Linked DNA regions of Mus musculus: region 2 is linked to region 1. The links are chromatin contacts, called in public promoter capture Hi-C maps. All regions are on one chromosome and are shown on one strand. Each heading gives the region's core, a stretch centred on a gene start, on an enhancer-like site or on the middle of the called end of the contact. The rest is flanking DNA. Distances are from core to core; before and after follow the strand shown.

Region 1 (6,708 bases), core at 1,819-4,318:
CACCACTTTCAGCGTGGAGTGAGGAATTGGAGACATAGCCTATCTGACAGGATCTAATCCCCTCACGGGCTAGAGCTGATACAGTTTCAGGTTTCAAGGGCAGATTTCCAGCCTGGCCAGGCTAGCTTCCAACAGTGGGTTGGGCTGAGCGTCACGGGGAAGATCTACACTAATGTTGTTGGGGGGAGGGGCGGGGCGACTGGTAGGTCCCATTACAGGAGCACACTCCTCCAGTGTCAAGTTGGGGCTCCATGCCTTTTAAACAGTTAATTTATACAACTTTAAATGGCGGGCACATTCCTTACCCCTTTAAAACAGACGTGGAAACTGCAGCTGAGGAGGGCTAAGAGGTTTAACCTGTGGTCATCTTTAGAGTAGACAGAGACCTGGGACTCAGACCAGCCCTGATAGACTCCAGAGCTTCATTCTTTTCAGGACACTGTTAGAACGAACACAAACATAAAAAGAATTGTCTCATTCTCGCCATAGATAAAAAACACTGGGCTGTGGGCATGAATGAATTTCAGTCTACTACTGGGTGTTACGTGAACCTGGGCACAGAGTGGAGGAAGGGACCCTTCCCATTCATTGCCGTTGTCTCTCCTACGCCCGACTACCTGCAGGTCTTGGGCGATCCAAGGAAGCAGCAGCCCCTGCCCCTATTGGGGAACCGGCCCCTGGCAGCTTCCTAGCTGCTGTGGTGGATACCTTGGAGCTGGGACCCCCAGTTGTGATCAGTCCATCATTAAGTGGCATGTATTCACTGCCCTTCCTCGTGGCCCCCGGGTCCCAACTCCGGGGCTTTGTACCAGTGGCTCCTATCTGCACAGACAAAATCAATGCTGTGGACTACGCCAGTGTGAAGGTACCGTGTGTGTGTGTGTGTGTGTGTGTGTGTGTGTGACTGAGATGGTATCTCAGGAGCAAGTCGGGGTCCATCCCTGGGCCTTCTTCATCTGGGAGCTGGGTAACCAATGGGGTGGTTTCTGGGGAGACCCCTTTTGGTTGACTTAGCTGATTGTTTCGCCAATCCCTGTATAAGACTGTGTGCTGGGGAAACCACAAACCAAGGTCTCCATCCACTGCATCAGCACCGCCTCTCCTCCTCAGGAGGGCAGGAAGAGACTGAAGAGGTGGTGAGGCCTGAAGCTAACCTTTAGAAGCTGGGCTGGTACGACCAGCCCCCGATTCTGTTCTCCTTTCCTTCCCCTCAGACTCCAGCTCTCATTGTATATGGAGACCAGGACCCCATGGGCTCCTCCAGCTTTCAACACCTGAAGCAGCTGCCCAACCACAGAGTGCTGGTCATGGAAGGGGCAGGGCATCCCTGTTACTTGGACAAGCCTGATGAGTGGCATAAGGGGCTGCTGGATTTCCTGCAAGGGCTAGCCTGAGACTCAGTCCTGATGATAGGAGGTTACAGACTGCCTGCTCTAGGATCTCTTGCTGTCTTCTCCTGGTCTCTGGCTTCTGCCTCACCTGCAACAGGTCTGTCTATACATCTGTCTGGGTTGCTGTCATTTCTGTTTTTCTCTTGCAGTGACAGATCAGATCAAGGCGGTAAATCAAGTGGAAAAAGCGTCGGGTTCAAGGGGAGAACTCTGATTGTGGGTAATCCATAAGCTTCCTCTACAGGCTCCCCGCTTGGTTCTCACTTCTGCCTTACTTCACTTTCTGATCCATCTCTCTCTTCAGCCGCTCCACAGGACAGCCATTCCTTCTGCCGCCCACCCCCCTTAGACCACAGACAGCATATGGGTATTGCTTGTTTAGATCCATCCCACACCCAGACAGAACCTTTCCCTTGGGAGCAGCACAGGGGTCCCACATTCTTGTGTAGTTTGCACAGGTACATGTGCAGTTTCCTGAAGGATGGAGGGAATCTTTGTAAACAGAGATCCACTTGCCAGGATAAAAATGTGGCCACCGCTAGATTTCTCTTACCTACCCGTTGCAACTGGTCCCAGACCAGAATGGCCTCCTCAGAAGGGGAGGTGCTCTTCAAATCTCCCTTAGGGGCTGCATACCTCCCCAGGTAATCAAGCACGGATCTTCTCAGCCAAGCCCATTTCCTGCCCTGAGGTTTGGGAGTGGGATAAGGAGAGGAGACCGACTTCGGAGGTCCCTGAAATAAAGTGATACAATTAGACCTCACATGCTTTTGCTGTCTCCGGAGCGCCGCCCCTCCCCCTTCCCCTTGGGACTGCCACTGTGGGCTCCTCCCCCACCCTGGCGGGACCAAATGGTCCCCCTGCCCTTTGTCCACTAGGCCAGATGGAGGGAAAGGGAGATTGGATTCCCCTCCCCACCCACATACATCCAGGTGCCAAGAGACTCAGCTGAGGGGGGAGGTGTAGGTCAGTGGGACCTATATGAGCCGATTACTGAAAGGGGGAGAATATCTGCTCTGAGATGGGGGAAGGGCAGGCTCAATTCCCCCCCCCCCCCACACACCCACCCACACACATATACACACACACACACAACCTATCCCTTTCCTAGTAAAGGAGTTAATGGCACTCTGACCCTAGCTCCAAAAGGAATTTGGCAGGAGATTGGAAGGATCACGGGACAGGTTGTTTAAGGGCCAAACGGCTCTCATGCCCCTCCTCCAGCTGGTCGGGTAGCCTCTCCTGGGAGGACCAGGACCAGGGTCGGACAGTGCGGACGCCGGAGGTAGCGGGTCTAGGTGGGCTGGACCCCGGAGTGAAGGATGGTGAAGAAGCAAGAGCCGGGGCAGGGCAGAGGGCTGTGGGACAGAAGCCGGGAGGCGCGGCCAGGACTGAGATGAAGGCTGCGGGGAGCTCCGCAGAAGCGCTGGGCGGGAAGGACAGGCCGGGAGAGAGCCATACAGGGAGGATCCGGGGCCCCTGGTGAGCCGCATGGGAAGGGTCCATCGCTCCCTCCCGGAAACGACGGATGCTCGGGGCGCCGGACCGCGCGGGGCGGGGCGGGGCGGGGCGGGGCGGGCGGCTGCGGCACTGGGGCTGCTGGGGCGGGCCCGCCGCGCTGTAATCGGATCCGGGGAGGGGGCGGGGCGGGGCCGGGCCAGGCGGGCCGGGGGGTGGGGGTGGGGGGGCGCGGAGCCGGGCTCCGGGCCGGCCGGGCTCCGCGCCTGTCAAACCCCTCATTGTTCGCAGCTGATGTCACTCGCAGTTGTGAGCGGCCGCCTTTCCCGGGGACAATGTGGGACTGAGCGGCCCAGCCGCTGCCGCCGCCGCAGAACAGCCCCAGCGAGGTAAGGCGCGGGCCGGGCGGGGCACCGCGGGCCATTGAAGTTTGGGGGTTCGCTGGGGGGGGGCGGGGAATCGGCTCCAGTGTGCACCCGATCGCGGTCCTGGGGGGGGGGGCGCTGCGAAGAACACGTTTTCTGTCCAATGCGGCTGAGGCCTGTACAGGTGGGGGGCGTTGGTTTTCCAGGGGAACACCCCACTACAGGGAGGGGTTTCTTGGACCTTGGGTACCAGGTTTGAAGCTCTCATCCTGTTTGCCGTTTCTGTCCTTTGAGCTCTCAGTTCTGGACCTCATGTCCCGGGTTCGGGTTCTACTTCGTCCCTGTTCTCATCTGCCACTCTCTGCAGCTCCTGGCTCTCACACACACCCCTTCCCATTCTCTGCAGTCCTTCGGGGAGCCAGACACAGACCTCCAGGCCAAGGTGGATGGAGATAGTTGGGAGCACAGTGTTCTCCCCCCTTCCTGTGGCTCTTCATCTCCAGCTCTGACCTAGCTTCTTGGCTGGGGTACTGGGGATGGAGGTGAAGGGACTCCGCCACATACTTAAACCTGGCCTTCAGGCATCCCTGGCTAGGAGAGGGAGGTGCCCACCTCCTCACACTCCTAAACCAGGCCCGCCATCTTGAGACCTGTGGCACCCAGAGCCCCGCCCCACCCCGGCACCCAAGGGAATGGTCCTCCAGGGGATGTACCTTGGTCCTTTCACACCCCTTCTCTCAGAATGTGTGGCTTTGGGTTCCCACCAAGCCAAAGACGTTACCTTCTCCCTGGACCAACAAGGCATGTGTCCCCAGGGTTCCTGTCTTCCCTATAAACACACTAAGCTTTGGTCAGGAGTTATCTCTGGCGTTCAGTGTTCAGTGGGGTCACCCTGGTGGCCTCAGGGCCAACATCTGGGAGGGTCTATTGTTTTTTCCATTTGAGAGTATTATCTTTCTAGGTCCTGGAACCCCTTCTTGTTTCAAAGCACCCCTATCCCAGCCCCCACCCCGTAGCCTTCATCAGCACGCAGGCTCAGGCTGCCCAAACACAAGGGGATTGTTCTCTTTGCATGCTCAGGGTGGGGGGCTGGGAGCGGGCGGCCCACACACCCTGGCAGGCCCAGGCTGCAGAGAGGATGGCTTGCCCCACCCTGTGTCCCCAGACAGGCTCTGTCCACCCGCCCACTCTCCTCCAGCCTCCATTCCCAGTTCCTAGCTCCTGAAGGAAAGAAAGAGCGCTAAGCTGTACAGGTGGACCCACGGGGTCTCCTGGCCTGCCCGACGCCTCCCATGCAGTCCGCTAAACAACCCCCTTCCTCCCTAGGCCTCTGGTTCCTCTCTTGATTGGTGAGGCTTTTCCAGTTGTGATTGGCTGAGCCCACCTCCATGCTGTGAAACCTATCTCACTCTCCAGGGTTCCTACCGGCTCCTCTTCCTGCTAGGGGACCCAGTCTGGTTGCCCGGATTTCTCAAATTCCTCACTTCAGCAACGTGCCCAGGGAGCCCAGCAGAAACAGGGGCTGGGATGGTAAATGAACTCGGAACTTGGAGTGCTAACCAGGCATGGCCTAACTCTGCCCACGTGCTCAGTCCCCGGGCCCCAGGATTCTAAGGCATGATGGTCTCTTGATATTCCAAGGCCTGTGCGCCCTAACCCCTCCCCTTACTCCCAGGGCCAGATCCTGTCTCAAATTTCCTATTCTTTTGTAGCCGAAAGATAGGCTTAGAAATGCCCAGTGGGCCTCCTTTGACTTGCTGTCTTTGGAAAGCGAAGAGGCCAGAGGAATTTCATCTGATTTGAAAGTTGGGGAGGGAGGGCTCCGTGGAGGAGGAGGCTTTTGAGAAGAATTTTGCCAAAGTTGTGAAGGGGATAAGTGTTTTAAGCTGGCATTATCTGCTGGCAAAGGTTCTGTCTGAGGCTTGGAGTTGCTAGGCCTATTTTGTGGCCTGGTGTGTATAAGTGATGGAGCAGAAAAATTGGTAGAGGCTGGACCATGGAGACCTCCATTGCTGGTGCACAGGTCAGGTTTTAATCCCTTTGGGTCTCAGGGAATCATGGATGGTTGTTAAATAGCAGAGGGAGCGTACAGTCTTCAGCATGGAGATCTACAATTAGAGAGCCCTTTCCACATGGATAGACAGTGCCAGTGAGCGAGTGGGTCCTGAGCCTGCCTTGGTTTCCCTGGCTGTGAAGACTCATGGCAGGCTCTGGGGAGGGTAGAGCATTTCTGGCACCTACTAGTTTATCTATCAGCTTCTAATGTTTCTACGTTCCTCTTCCCTGGTACTTTACAAGACAGAGGCTTACATCAAGGAACCAGAGCCTGGAACTCCCCTAGTCCTTCCCCGCTCCCCCCACTCCACACTAGAGATGGTTGGTCATCCTGGGAGGCTGAAAGGCCGAGGCTGGGTCTGAGGACGTTGGGCAGTTTTGTGGAGACCAGGCTAATCAGCAAGGGTGAGTGTGCCCAGGGTAGGGGAATGGACAAGGGAGTCAGGAGCCCTCCAGGCTGCCAACCCCCTCCCCAAGGCCCAGTGGCCACCCTCCTGCCACACCCTACCATGCCTGATGCTCAACCATTCCCCAGCATCATCCGGGTGTGGCCGGTATGGCTGTTTTTGGAGTAAGGATTGGAGGAGACTGTTAGGTTAGGATGGCTAAGGGGAACACGCTGAGCATGCGATCTGGGGTGAAGTTGGAGACTGGATTTTCCCCAACCTTCCCCAGCCCAGGTGGGTCCACCGTATCTCGTGGTCCAGACACACTGGGCAGTAGAGCAGAGGGAATCCCCCAAGGGGCGGGCCAGTCTACTTGGTTCAACTGGCCCCGGGAGCCTTTCCCTCCTCTGGATTGTTCTCCCACTAGAACAAAGCCAGAGAGGACACTTGATCCCTGCGTGTGGGGGGGGAGCTGGCTAAGCCCCCAGCCCTTTGATTGGGCAGCTGTCATGGGAGAGAGACAGCTGGGGGGGAGGGGCAGGAAGGGGGCAGCCACCATCGCTTACACAGCTGTCACCCCCCACCCCCAGCCCCTTCAGCCAGGGTGGCAGGAAGCCAGGTTCAGAAGGAGTAGGCACTTGGTCTGGGGAAGGGGCCTGAGAAGCAAGACGGAAGGCCTGAGGTCAGAGGCTTGGTCTGACGGGATGTTCTTGCCAGGGAGCTCTGTTGACCAGAGGGGGCTGGGCACCCTCAGAGGTGAGCTGGAGGTCAGCGTGGCATGATGTGTGGCTGCCACGTGGGTGGCCCAGCAGAGACCAGGGGCCCACCAAAACCGAAGCAGCAAGATACGACTTCAAACTCAGCGAAAGCGGAGCATCTGGTCATGAATGCCCAGTGGGGCCACTTATGCTTAGGGCTGTGGGAGAGAGGCCTAGAGGAAGGTCAGAAGCCTTACTCTTTCCAAAGGGTAGGGAAAACTCCAGCATCTCTGGAACAGGGTCACAAAGATACCAACAGCTCTCCCTTACCCCAGCTTCCCAGACAGGGCAGGTG
Region 2 (7,178 bases), core at 3,948-6,447, 330 kb after region 1:
TTTCTGACTTCTTCAGCAAACGTTAGGGAATGTCCCTTGAGATGGAGCCAATGATAGAGGTTACCATCTCTCCCCAGAATTCTAATGTGCTTTAAATAGGGCTTAGGGCTCATTTGGGCGTCTCCATCTCGGAATGGGAGAACCCAACATGCTGGACTTCTACAGAATAAAATACTCCTTGCTTTTATATACTATTTAAATGAGTCCAGAGTATCACTCTTCAGAGAATCATGGACTCTTACATTTGGGGACTCTTGTCCGGGATTCTCTGGAGACCCTCTGACCCAAATAGTGAAGTGTTTTTTCCAACCAATAAGTCCAGGCTCCCAGTTGTCTTTTGTCTTGTCCATATCTGTGTTTCTCTTTCAGGCTTAATCTGGAGGCTGAGAGGGATAAGGTGGACTCATGATTTTGTCACCCAGGAAGAAGCAGGAAAACTTGCTAGTTCTCATCTGGATTGTGAACTGGCTGTGGGTCCATGGGCCTCCCATGCACAGGGAGGAAGGCCATCTGAAACAGCCTTTCATTTTGTTTTTGATCTCCAGGGAACGTCCTTCTGTATCTGTCTCTGTGTGTTCTGTTTGTGCTTTTTGTCCTCTAGTAGAAACTTTTTCTTTAGAATGGGACAGTCACAAAGCATCCCACTGAGTGCCGAACCATTTTAAGGACTTTTGCCAAGTCCCAGAAGACTCCGGTCTGGTTGTTCATCCCCAAAAATTAACCATCTTTTACAGGCGTAAATGGCCCACCTATAAAGTAGGATGGCCTGAGGGGAGACTTTCCACCCCATCATTTACAGAGTGAAGGTTTAGGTTATGGGGCCTGGGTCCATATATCACTAAGTGGCAATACCTGGTCGAGAAGCCCCCTGTTTTGTTATTACCTCGCCACTCCCCACCCTTCTTTCTCTAAAGGAGAGTCAGCCTCCACCCTCTGCCTTGCTCCTGCTTTATTCCTTCCCCTTTTCTGTCCCCGCTCCTTATGTTCCTAATTATGCCACCTTTGCCCCCTACCCCTGCCCAGCCAGCACAGGCAGAGGAAGGAGCAGCCCCTAACTCGTCCACCTGCTGTCCAGAGGGCCAACTCTACTACAGCCTTCCACCTCTGGGCTACAGGACCCTCCAGATGCTCAGGGGAGACACTTCATGACATATGTGCCATTTGCCAATAATGGTCTTTACAATTGGAAGTTGCAAAACTCCCTATTTTTAGAAAGACTATCAGCTCTCACAGGTTTTCTTGATTCAACCATGCTGACTCACCTGCCAACCCCGGATGACTGTTAGCAAGTCCAGGCCCTCTTCACGACAGAAAGGACCCTGGGAGCTGCCTGGAAATTTGATCTGGGAGCAAATGGGCTGCCCACCCAAGCCCAGGCTGATATCAATGCAGCCTTTCCTTTGACTTGACCCAACAGGGATTTTGACACTGCTGAAGGTAAGGAGAGGCCCTGGGTTTACTGCCAGATTCTGATGGGGGGGCCTCCAAGAGATCACCAGACAGCCCACAAATTTATATAAGGTGAGCCAGGCGATTCAGAGAAATAATGGGAGCCCCCAAGAATATCTAGAAAGACTTTTTGAAGCCTATAGGACCTACACTCCTTTTGACCCAGAAGCCAGAGAGCACCAGTCAGCTGTAAACATGGCTTTTGTTAACCAAGCTGCCCCTGACTTCCGTTGGAAGCTTCAGCCACTGAATGGCTTGTGGCCTGCCTCTGGCACCCAAAAGCCAGTCTCTGCCTCTGAATGGGAAGATCTGGAGAGAGGCTTCAGGAGCACGCAGGTGCCCACTGAGCTGGAGTTGCAGGCAGTTGGGAGTCACAGGACATGTATGCTGGAAATTGCCTGCAACTCTAGCTCTGAGGGATCTGACACCATCTTCTGACCTCAGTGAACACCTGCATTCATGTATACATACACGCTAATATGAATTTTACCTTAATTTATGTCTGAGACTGGTGGTACTGGCTTTTAATCCCAGAGCCCTTAGAAAGCAGAGGCAAGTGGATCTCTGTGAGTCTGAGGTCAGCTGACCAACATAAAGAATTCCAGGCCAAGACCAACGTGTGGATACTTCATTCCTCCTTAGAATAGGGAACAAAATACCCATGAAAGGAGTTACAGAGACAAAGTTTGGAGCTAAAACGAAAGGATGGACTATCCAGAGACCACCCCATCTGGGGATCCATCTCATAATCAGCCACCAAATCCAGACACTATTGCATATGCCAGCAAGATTTTGCTGAAGGGACCCTGATATAGCTGTCTCGTATGAGGCTATACCAGTGCCTGGCCAATACAGAAGTGGATGCTCACGGTCATCTATAAGATGGAACACAGGGCCCCCAATGGAGAAGCTAGAGAAAGCACCCAAGGAGCTGAAGGGGTCTGCAACCCTATAGGTGGAACAACAATATGAACTAACCAGTACCCCCAGAGCTCGTGTCTCTAGCTGCATATGTAGCAGAAGATGGCCTAGTCGGCCATCATGAGGCCCCTTGGTATTGCAAACTTTTTATGTCCCAGTACAGGGGAACTCCTAGGCCAAGAAGTGGGAGTGGGTGGGTAGGGGAACAGGGCGGGGGAAGGGTATAGAGAACTTTCGGGATAGCACTTGAAATGAAATAAAGAAAATATTTAAAAAAAAAAAAAAGAAGAAGAATTCCAGGCCAGCCAGAGATACACTGTGAGCCCCTGTCTCAAGAGACAAAATGAATAGAAATAATTAAAAATAAAATAAAATAAAAGAATCTACTTCATCTCTTTTTATTTTCTTCTTTGTAAAGAGGGATATGTTTGCCTCTAGGTTATTGGGAGAAGATAAAGTAAATGCATAAAATAAATGCATAAAAATTGTTTCCCAGCACTTGGGAGGCAGAGGCAGGGGATTTCTGAGTTCCAGGCCAGTCTGGTCTACAAAGTGAGTTCCAAGACAGCCAGGATAGCCTGTCTCGAAACCCTCCCCTCCCCTCCAAAAATATTTATTTATTTATTTATTTATTTATTTGGGGGCTGGGGAGATGGCTCAGTGGTTATGAGCACTAAGTGCTCTTCTGAAAGGTCCTGAGTTCAAATCCTGGCAACCACATGATAGCTCACAACCATCTATAATGAGATCTAATGCCCTCCTCTGGGATGTCTGAAGTCAGCTACAGTGTACTTATATACAATAAATAAATAAACAAATAAATCTTTGGGCTGGAATGAGAAGGGCTGGAGAGAGAAGAAAAAGTGTCTGAAGACAGTTACAGTGTACTTATATATAATATGTAAATAAATCTTTAAAAAAGTCTTGCTTGGTATGTTTTGGTTTGGGTTCCAGCAGGCCATCAAGTTCAGTGTCATGTAACCCTTACCAGCTAAGCCATCTCACTAACCCCATAAAAAAGTAAAGTGTAACAGATATAGTAGTCTGTGCTTATTATCTTAGAAAGTAGGAGGCTAAGGCCAGAGGATTCCCAGCATAGTCTTGGCTACAGAATAAAACTGTCTCAGAAAGACATACAGCAGACAAAAAGGACATATATATGAGCTATACTTAATACGCGAGCAAGGATTTTCATAACTACCCTAATTACAGTAATTTTTTCAAGCTTTCTTTTGTTGCAGTCTGGTACCTGCATGAGAACAGTAACTGCATTATTGAAGTTTCAATAATCTTATTAACACTCAGCTTTCAGAAAGATTTCTATATGACTTGATAAGCCATGAAAATTAATTCACAATAGTTCCTTTGGTTCTTCAAGACAGAGCTTCTCTGTGTAGCCCTGGCTGTCCTGGAAAACTCTATGTAGACCAGGCTGGCCTCAAACTCAGAGATCCACCTTCCTCTGCTGGGATTACAGTCATGCCAGCAAAATCACAGTAATTTAAATGATATGTTATTTTAGTACCAAGAGCCAAGAAAGTATCTTGTAGTGAGACATGCTTTCAATCTCAAAATTGGGAAAACCTTTGGAAGACAGAGGTAGGCAGATCAAGAGTTCATTCAAGGCCAGCCTGGTTTACATGTCAAGTTCCCCAGCTAGCCAAGGCTACATACATACAATGCTGTCCTGTCTCAAAAAAAATCAAACACACACACACACACAGGGTGATGGTGGTACACGCCTTTAATTCTAGTACTTGGGAGGCAGAGGCAGGAGAATCTCTCTGAGTTCCAGGCCTGCTTGGTCTATAGAGCAAGTTCCAGAACAGCCAAAGTTACAAAGAGAAATCCTGTCTCAAAAAGGAGAGGCAGGGCAGGGGGAGGAAAGAGAGACTGTAAGCATGGGTCAGCTGGTAAAGTCCCTGCACTAAGCCTGAGGATCTGTGGCCGACTCCTAGAACACTGGTGGATCATGGGAGCAAAAAGAAAATCAACCCAAGCCCTTGAGCTGTCCTCTCATCTCCACACATGTGCCATGACATGTTTGCTTGCACACAGTGGGTAGGTAGGTAAATAGAATGCTTTTATTTTTAATAATCAAGAGAATATAGATACAACATATTTCTGTACCTTCTAGGTAAACAAATCAGAACGCAGAGTATCTAGAAACAGAATCTATCCATTTCACTACTGGGCTGAACAGAGTGGAACAAATCGTTCCAAAGCCTCTGAATTCAAATTCCCTAAGAAAGCTTAGTGAAATAATCTTATTTCCCCAGTAAAGTGGCTATCAATCTATCAAGGCCTCCAGAAAGTCCACCAGAGCTAGCAGAAGTCACAACATCCTACTACTGAGTTCATTTCCCATTCACGAATAGGTGGCAGCTTGGCTACAGCAGTTTGGATATGGTGGGACAAACTGAATAGTCACTTTCTACACACACACACACACACACACACACACACACACACACACACACACACAGAGGAGGCAAAATGCCTAAGCAATAAATAGCCCTGGAAGATCTAGACAGCAGCAAGGAGAAACTGCCACATTTGCTACCATAGACATGTAAGATCCAAAAAGAGCAAGTAACAGTCCCTAGACTCAAACACATGAACACAGTCAGGTTTGGTAGCACATGCCAGTATTCCCAACACTTGGAGGACTGAGACAGAACACGCAAGCTCAAATCAAGCCCGCACTACACAGCAAGACCCTGCACTAAAGAAAAGGATCTGGAATAAACACTGCTTCCACAGCAAGTAAGGCTGCTCAGTAACCTAGAACATGAGAGCAGAGGCTTCAGTGTCAGGGCAGGTCACATGTGACCAAGGTCAGGACCTTCATCATCACTAGTACACCAAGTGACTTCAAATCACCCATAAGCACAGGTCATTTAATTGCTCACTCAACAGACTTTGCCAAGCAGCTTTTCTGTGCCAGTAATGGTAAGGTCCTAGGATATAAAGTTTAAAACAACAAAACAAAACTGGGTGTTGTGATATTCATGTAATCCCAGCACTAAAAGGCTGAGGGAAGAGAATCACAAGTTCTCTACAAGTTCTTCACTGACCTCCACGTGTGGGCACACACATAAGCACATACACAGTAAATACATATAGACATGCATACACACATGCATAAACATTTTTAAAAAGGGAATAAATTAAAAACCCTGTCCTTGGGCTAGAGAGATCAGTAGTTAAGACCACCTGCTGCTCCTGCAGAGGATCCAGGTTTGATTCCCAGTACCCACACCAGGTGGCTCACAACCACCTGTAACTCCACTTCCAGTGGACCCTCTTCTGGCCTCTGAGGGCACCAGGTATAAATGCAGTACACACAAATATATACAAATATACACACATATACATAAAATTTTAAAACATATTAAATCTCTTTTTCAAGTCCTATCTCTGTGTAGTGTGAAATAGGGGGCAGCTCGGCAGCACTTGTCTGGACCTGGTGGGACAAACTGAAACCTCACTTTTTTACACATGAAGTTTAATTTTGTGGTTATGGAAAACATGCAAAAATATCAAAACTGAGCAGTTCAGTGTGATTGCTAGAAGTACCCCCAAACTGCAATGCATACTCAAAGAGAGATAGCCATCCAAGGAAAGCTTTCATTAGCAACCGATGTAGGGGGAAAATAACAAATCAAAACAAAAATAAGGCTGGGGATGAGGATCAATGGTAGAGCACTTGTCCTCCACACAGAGAGCCTGAGTTCAATCCCTCGGGAAGGTTGGGGCATATGCAGGGAGAGAAGATGTCTGCATTCTTGACTCAAGCCTTAAAGTTGGCCACACACTAAAAAAAGCTCTGTGGTATTCAGAGTTCATGACAACATAAAACATTTCAGCATTTCTACAATATTAGACCAATGGTATAAATAACTTCATAATCACAAAATTCAAATTCCCCAATAAAGTCTGGTCAAATACTCTTACTTTCTGAATATGGTAACAATGAGTTCAGTTAGGCCTCTAACAAGTCTGTCAGTCAGTCTCGAAACCACTTACAACTTTGTTATAACTTGGCCTCAAGTATCAGGGTAATTACAGTAGAAGAGAAACTAAGAGATATGAGAGGCCAAGTCGAATATATATATATAAATGTTGAATCAGACATGCCAGATGATCACAGGATTTTCAAGCCAGTAAAACATTTACTCTTAACTGGAATTGAAAACCACTCGCAAATGAAAGAATGATTCCTCTAAGGTAAGACTTCAAAGGATTTGGGGTTCACTTATCTCAAATCACTCTGGTCATTCCTTAATTTTCCCCTTGAATATTAACGGAATTTTGAAAACTGAGTCAGGAAAACTGAGCTGGGCACTGGTGTCACCCACCTTTAGTCCCAGCACTTGGAGGCAGAGGCATCTCAGGAATAGTCAGAGCTACACACAGAAGCCATCCCAAAAGACAGACAGAAAAACAAACAAATCTGAATAACTGACTAACAAAGTGTAACCTTTGGCCCATCAAAGGCAGGTCGGCAGGTCGAAGGGTTGGGGAGATGGCTCAGTGGTTAAGAGTACATACTGTTCTTGCAGAGGACCCAAGTCAGATTTCCAGCACCCACATCAGGCAGCTCACAATTGCCTATAACTCCAGCTCCATATGATCTGATACCCCTCTGTCCTTCTAAACACACACACACACACACACACACACACACACACACACACACACACACACGAAATGACTGTTAGGTGTGTTAAAACAAATCTACAAAAACCATGTCTGAACAGAGTGCTAAATTTTAAGTTTAGCATGCCAAGAGGTTTCCTTCTGGC

Evidence for each region. Promoter capture Hi-C pulls out the DNA fragments that hold promoters and counts their contacts.
Region 2: a contact with region 1 is called in a promoter capture Hi-C map of liver, with 2.4 times the contacts expected there. The contact joins the enhancer-like site here to the promoter of Pcbp4 in region 1. A contact is called at or near these places in 7 of 39 promoter capture datasets (3T3-L1-derived adipocytes, embryonic stem cells, fetal liver and 3 more) and 2 of 9 other capture datasets (adipose tissue and pancreatic islet).

Annotation. Positions count from the first base shown.
Region 1 is chr9:106,450,770-106,457,477 of GRCm38.p6, forward strand. It overlaps Pcbp4 (poly(rC) binding protein 4), which reads left to right and starts at 3,069. Exons shown (of 13, transcript NM_021567.5): 1 at 3,069-3,238. Abhd14b (abhydrolase domain containing 14b) reads left to right here. Exons shown (of 4, transcript NM_029631.3): 3 at 624-865; 4 at 1,215-2,149. The coding sequence ends at 1,394. It also overlaps a transcript of Abhd14a not described here.
Region 2 is chr9:106,778,529-106,785,706 of GRCm38.p6, forward strand. The region is part of intron 1 of Rad54l2 (RAD54 like 2 (S. cerevisiae)); the gene reads right to left. Among named protein-coding and RNA genes, the nearest start is that of Rad54l2, 7.1 kb to the right of the region's middle. Within about 2 kb of position 5,198, at least 6 of the 459 cell types and tissues checked have an H3K27ac peak or open chromatin away from gene starts, as enhancers often do. A contact at or near this core is called in liver, where this site is marked.